Linked DNA regions of Sus scrofa: region 1 is linked to region 2. A link is a contact called in public HiChIP or PLAC-seq data. All regions are on one chromosome and are shown on one strand. The core of a region is the stretch at or near the end of the contact, and the rest is flanking DNA. Distances in the headings are between cores, read along the strand shown.

Evidence for each region. HiChIP or PLAC-seq counts read pairs in DNA pulled down with a chosen protein or histone mark.
Region 1: an H3K27ac HiChIP or PLAC-seq map of alveolar macrophages shows a contact between it and region 2. The contact joins two enhancer-like sites. A contact is called at or near these places in 2 of 2 datasets of contacts at active chromatin or transcription factors (alveolar macrophages and skeletal muscle).

The regions. Positions count from the first base shown.
Region 1 is chr6:103,649,012-103,651,998 of Sscrofa11.1, reverse strand. It overlaps a transcript of LPIN2 not described here. Among named protein-coding and RNA genes, the nearest start is that of LPIN2, 37 kb to the left of the region's middle. Within about 2 kb of position 1,723, at least 18 of the 83 cell types and tissues checked have an H3K27ac peak or open chromatin away from gene starts, as enhancers often do. A contact at or near this core is called in alveolar macrophages, where this site is marked.
Region 2 is chr6:103,131,963-103,134,805 of Sscrofa11.1, reverse strand. The region is part of intron 7 of DLGAP1 (disks large-associated protein 1); the gene reads right to left. Among named protein-coding and RNA genes, the nearest start is that of TGIF1, 100 kb to the left of the region's middle. Within about 2 kb of position 1,360, at least 69 of the 83 cell types and tissues checked have an H3K27ac peak or open chromatin away from gene starts, as enhancers often do. A contact at or near this core is called in alveolar macrophages, where this site is marked.

The DNA of each region.
Region 1 (2,987 bases), core at 474-2,973, 520 kb before region 2:
AGCCTGAATTTCATGTCCTGCCTTACTTAGCTTGGCACCTACTAGGGCCCCAGCAGAAATTGGAGGAGGGGGACATCCCTTTCCAGGCTCTGGGAGGACATTCTGTGCTGGGCTGGGCCCTGGTTTTACATAGCTAAGCAAAACAAACGCCAGGTAAGGCTCCACCAGCGCCTGCTCACCAAGCTACATTGATATGAACAACAGCGAGGCTGTAAAGCCACATCTGCAATGTTGGAAAATAAACCATTTCATACGTCAATGTGTTTAAAAGCTGCAGCCACTGTGATGTGCCAAGCACTGCTCTGAGCTGGAATCGGGCAGTGAACTTGGCTGGTACCTGCCCCCAGCACTTAGAAGCCAACCCTCAGGAGGGAGGGAGGGAGACCACAAACAAAAATTACTGATGAAGGAAATTTAAGAGGGTAACGGAGGAAAGGCAGGAGGGGGCTACTTTAGGTTAAAAGATTGGGGAGCCCCAAACAAGAAAATATATGACGGAATTTTAAAAAACCAAAACTCCAGGATGTTCATGTGGCTCTGCTGGTCAGCCTAAGGGTTTACTTCTTCACGAGACTGTTTGCTCTTTAGGCATTCTGCCCACCTTCAAACTGTTTCAGAAAGAAAGCAACAGTACAAAATGAGGTGACTCAGACACTAAATAATAAAATATTCAGGAAACTAGTGGAAATTTTAGCAGTCTCACAGCCTGAACAAAAATCTCCAGTTGTAATCTAAAATTGCATCCTGAGAGTAGCTTTCTGATCTTCAGTGAAGACAGATGTGCCTAAAAGCATCTTGTAAAATGTTACAATAACTAGACATTCTGTGAACAGAGAGGGTGTTACACACTATTCCCTCTTGAAATTCACTCTTGAACTGTGCCCCCAAATGAAAAGTTGAGGTTTAAACCCTCAATACCTCAGAACATAACCTTATTTGGAAAAAGGATCTTTACAGAGGTAACTGAGCTAAAATGAGGTCATTAGGGTGGGCCCTAAACCAGTATGACCAGCTTCCTCATAAAAAGGGGAAACCTGGACCAAGACAGACACATGTGCAGGCACACAGAGTGCCATGTGAATGCAAGGTAGAGATCAAAGTGCTGCACCTACAAGCCAAGAAATGCTGAGACTGCCAGCTACCGGGGAGGCAGCCCTCAAAGAAGCAGCCTTGTCGACACCTGGATCTCAGACTTCCAGCCTCCAGAACCTTTGGTTTATTCCACCAGTTTGTGGTGTGTTGTTACCGCAGCCTTCACAAACGAACCCACCCACTAACACAAAAGAAATAAAAAAGGAATAACTAGCAGGTACAAAGAGAATGGCTAGAGACAATGAAAAAAGTCCAAGTTTTTGAAAGATGAAACATGGATGGAGGAAAAAAAAGAGGCCTAGAAAGTTACAAGTACTCCAAGCCCTCACTGGTGGAGATAACGCCAAAAACATCAACAACCAGGTGAAAATTTCCCAAAGACATGATTTTCCAAAATGAAAGTTCCCACTGGATGCCCAGCACAAAGAACAGAAGCATCCTCATGCTGTGCTGCAGCCACGGCGGCTGTGCCAGAAAGCCCTGTCATTTCTTTGGGGGCAAAGGGCAAGGCCACACCAAGCAGGGGGCACCTGGCTGCAGTGACTCTTCCCCAGGCCTCTGCCCCTGAGGCCTCACTGGCTTGAGATGTGCCCGACGCACAGATCTACAGACCCCCAGACACACCGACCCACCAGCCAAGCACGAGCAGGCAGGACAAGGCCAGGCTGCGGGTTCATGCCAAGGGAACCCGTGACTCCCTGACCCAGGCTGTCAGGTGACCAAAGCTGCAGGTAACAGACAATCACCTCATCCAGAGGTTGAGGGGCTTTAAGGAGAGAAAGTAAAAGTACTGAAAGCACCTGGGAGAAGGGAAGACGGAGAGGGACAGAAACAGGAATTTAAAAGCTTGCGGCTTCTCAAGAAAAGTGATTTCTCAAAAGTAACAATTCACAACACTAAGGGAAAAATTACTTCCTCTCTAGCATTCTACAGCCAGCCTACAACCAAGTAGGAGGCTAGAGCAGACATCCAGACCCCACAATCTCACAGAAGTGACCCTCTGTGAACCTGTCCTTGAAAAGTGCAGGACGTGCCCACCAAGATGAGGAAGCCGCTGGGAGGAGAGAAGCTGCGGAGAGGTCAGCGGGGTCGGGTGTGGGGGCTGGGGAGCCCTGTCGGAGGCCGGGGCCCAGGTGCCAGTCGGGGGCTGCACATGGGACTGGTACCAAGAAACACAGGCCAAAAGAACAATTAACTCCAGAGAAAACAAAGATCTGAATTGGCGAAGAATAAAATCTTCGTTCTGAACAATATTTAGTCACAAAAACATCAACACTGAACATTCTGAAAATAAATTAGGATACGATTCTACTGGGAGGCAAGGACACCTGTGTGAGATGAACCCTCATGGTGTGCCAGGAAATCCACAGGGAACACCTAAAATCCCAGCCCACACTCCCGCAGCGCAGGCCTGTGGACGTGGAACCAAGTCCCGCGAGAAACAGGCGCAAAGAGTTGAAAGGAGCTGCTTCTAGGGAGCAGTGATCAGCAGGGAGGAAGAGACGGTGTTTTTCACTATACACCTCATAGTACTCTTCGAATTTTTAAACTTTATAAAAAAAATACTTAAAAAATTTAATATGAAGAGAACTCTTATGTGATGCAGCCTTATAAAAAAGAATCCTATTCAGAGGAATGAAAACTACTAGAGAAAAAAAAAACAAACACCAAGCAAATATGAACAACTGTGGGATTTGTTTTGTTCTGCTTTTAATTAGGAAAAGCTCTTTTTCCTACTCTCAACCTTAGCACCTGTGATCCACTTAGGTATGTCTCATTAACAAGACCAAACAAACAAACTAGGAAATTTAAATACAGCGAAGTTCCCATTAAATTATCTAGTTAACTGACTTGGGGCAGGGAAATGTCCTAACACAAAAGCCCTTTTCCATTCT
Region 2 (2,843 bases), core at 111-2,610:
CGAGCCGGTCTGCAACCTACACCACAGCTCACGGCAACGCCGGATCGTTAACCCACTGAGCAAGGGTAGGGACTGAACCCGCAGCCTCATGGTTCCTAGTCAGATTCATTAACCACTGCGCCACGACGGGAGCTCCGTGCGAATTTAATAGACAGGGTCTCGAGACCCAGGGAGATCTCACTAAACCCATATATATATATGATGGTAAGACAGAGGCTCAGGGCAGGTAACTGATTGCTCTAAGTCATGCAGCTACGAGGTGGTAGAGTTAGTGTTCTCTGGCCTCCAAATGCCACCTCTTTTCCTTCACTCAAATCACCTGGACTCATCTGCTATTAAACCTTAAATGCCTTGGCCAGTAAAGCTTAATGCTTTCTGTGACAAATTCCAGGAGACGGCTCCCAGCTGCAGGACCTGGGCAAAGGTGAGGAGGATGCATGCATGTGGATGGGTCAGCAAGGGGTGTGCCCATGCAGCTTGAAAACTGCTGCCAAAGGGAGAAACGCCGCAAAAAACACCACACGGGGAAAAATAACCGCCTTCTTTCAAAATATTTACAGCTCAACATGTACAGGCCACCCAAAGTGTGCTGGTCAGTGGTCCGCGCCCTGCTGGCCCCACGGGGAGAGGGTGGCCATCCCAGGGCCGCGGGGGCGGGGCCGGGGCTTCTGAGGGGACCCGGGCCGCTGCTGGCCTTCCCCCTGGTTAGTTTTGGCTCAAGGGAAGAGGCTGTGAGAACGATTTCCACCAGAGCCATCCTCCACGGAAACCGCAGGAACAGCTAACCTTTCCTCGGTCAAGTAGAAAAAAGCAGGGCCTGTGTGAGGGTGTAGGGGGCGGAGCGGGATGTGGACAGAGAGGGAGGGCTGCTGTAATAACTTTTGTAGTCATAGGACTTGCCAGTGGGTAGTTACTAGTATTCCAGACACTTCCTAATGCCAGACAAACGCCCAAGCCTCAGCTTGTCTGGCTCCGAGATCTATTCAGTCGATAGTAGCCGGGGAGAGCAGCGCTTTCTGCTGCAAATCAAACACAACATTGTTCTCAGAGGAAGAATGGCAAGGTTTGTTTCAGAGTCACAGATTTTTTTTTTTCCTGAGGCACCCGAGTTATTTTAACAAGTTGCTACAAAACTTGGGCTTCCTGAGGTGAGGCTTGTCGTGCACAGTGCGTGTACTGTCCCAAACCGGGGTGTGCGTGTGTGTGTGTGTGTGGGGGGGGGGGGTTAGAAAGTTAGTCATTAAAAAAAGAAAAGAAAGAAGGAAAGAAAAAAAAGCCCCAGGCACTCCATGCCTGGAAATGATGTCAGACGCAGCCACTCCTCTGTTAGAACTACAACCCAACAATGCTGGGCCGATCGCCGCAGCTGCGCTCCAAATGTCAGCGCCCAGCCCGGCCAAAGGGCTTGAAAGCCACCGAGCCCGAGGACTTTGTGCGTTACCTTTGTCGCCCACATTTTCCCCAAGCACTCGCAGGAACCTGGCAACAGGTAACGTGGCAACCTTTGCCTTCTAAAACGGCAGGCAGCAGGATTTCAGAGAACAAAAGGATTTTTTTTTTAAAGCCAGCGGCATCTCCCTCACCACCCCCCCTCCCTCCCAGCTCAGTCTGAGAAAACAAAGTATTGCTGCAGGCAGCCCGCTCTCGAGCGCCCCCTGGTGACCAATCTCGGAACATCACCGATGTACCTGGAAATCCGAGGCTCGGCTCCCAGGTAAGTCACAAGGAAGGGGGATGGCTTGGCTGCTTTTGTCTTCCAGAAAAAAACGCAAAGAGTAAGTCAAGACCCAGAATGTCTTGCTTTTTAATTTACCACCTTAAAATTAAGGGTAAGAGCTCTGGGTTGAGGGTGCTGACCTTCCCCCCCCCCCCCAGCAGCTGCTAGGGCAACAGTTTTTGTTACCTTGGCAAGTTGAAAAGCAAAAGCTGCTGCCGCTCTTTGGTTAAGTGGATGGCAGTGAGGATGAATAGCCAAGAAAACGAGGGTTCTGCTGGGTGGGACTGGCATTTTCCATTTTTATCTGAATTTGTCGATTGTTTGCAGAAGCCTTTCTCTCAGGTAGAAACATTTCTAATTCCCTTCACTGGTTTCCTGTTAGTTTATTTGCAAAGATGATTTAGGATTCCCAAACTGCTGGCCCAGCCTCCCAGAGAGCCTGCTTTGCAGCCCCACCTTAGCTCTTTTATCTCTGTGTGGGGCAAACACCCACGAAAATGCCCAGGGCAGTCTTTTTAACCAAGGCTTCTTCCTCTCCTGGGCTCCTCCCTCCTTCGGAGCAATCCGGTCCCTGATTTGGAGGAAGGATTACAGTTGTGAGGCCCTGGTAGCTCTAGTCAGTTGCAAGGGCAGCCCCCTTTGTCCCTTTCCGGAAATGTTAAGAAAACTAAGAAAGAGGTTCAGATCAAAGCCGCTGTTCTCTTCAGAAAGTTCCATTAATTAACTAAATTAAAGGAAGTTAAGTGTTGTTTGGAGGAAAGTCATTTTAGAAGGCCCAGGTCCAGGCACTGAGATCTGAAGCCTCTCATGGGAACCTTTAATGAAGCTTGGCAAGAAGTTAACCACTCTGAGAAATGGAGGGTTACCATATGTAAAACCAGTTCTTGCCTGAAATCAGTCATTTCAAAGGAACATCTTGAAAGGCAGCAGACATCTGGCTAGTCCTTGACTCGATCCTTTAACGTTCCAGATTACAAACCAAGGGCTCTGAGTAAGAATCATTTGACCAGTAGCTGAGGTGAGTCACAGCCTTCAGAGAACGAGGCACAAAGTTTCGTGTCAGGATGTTGAGAACACCAGGCTCACTCACTAATTTGCAAGGCATGGCCGTTGCTTCCAGGAGGGA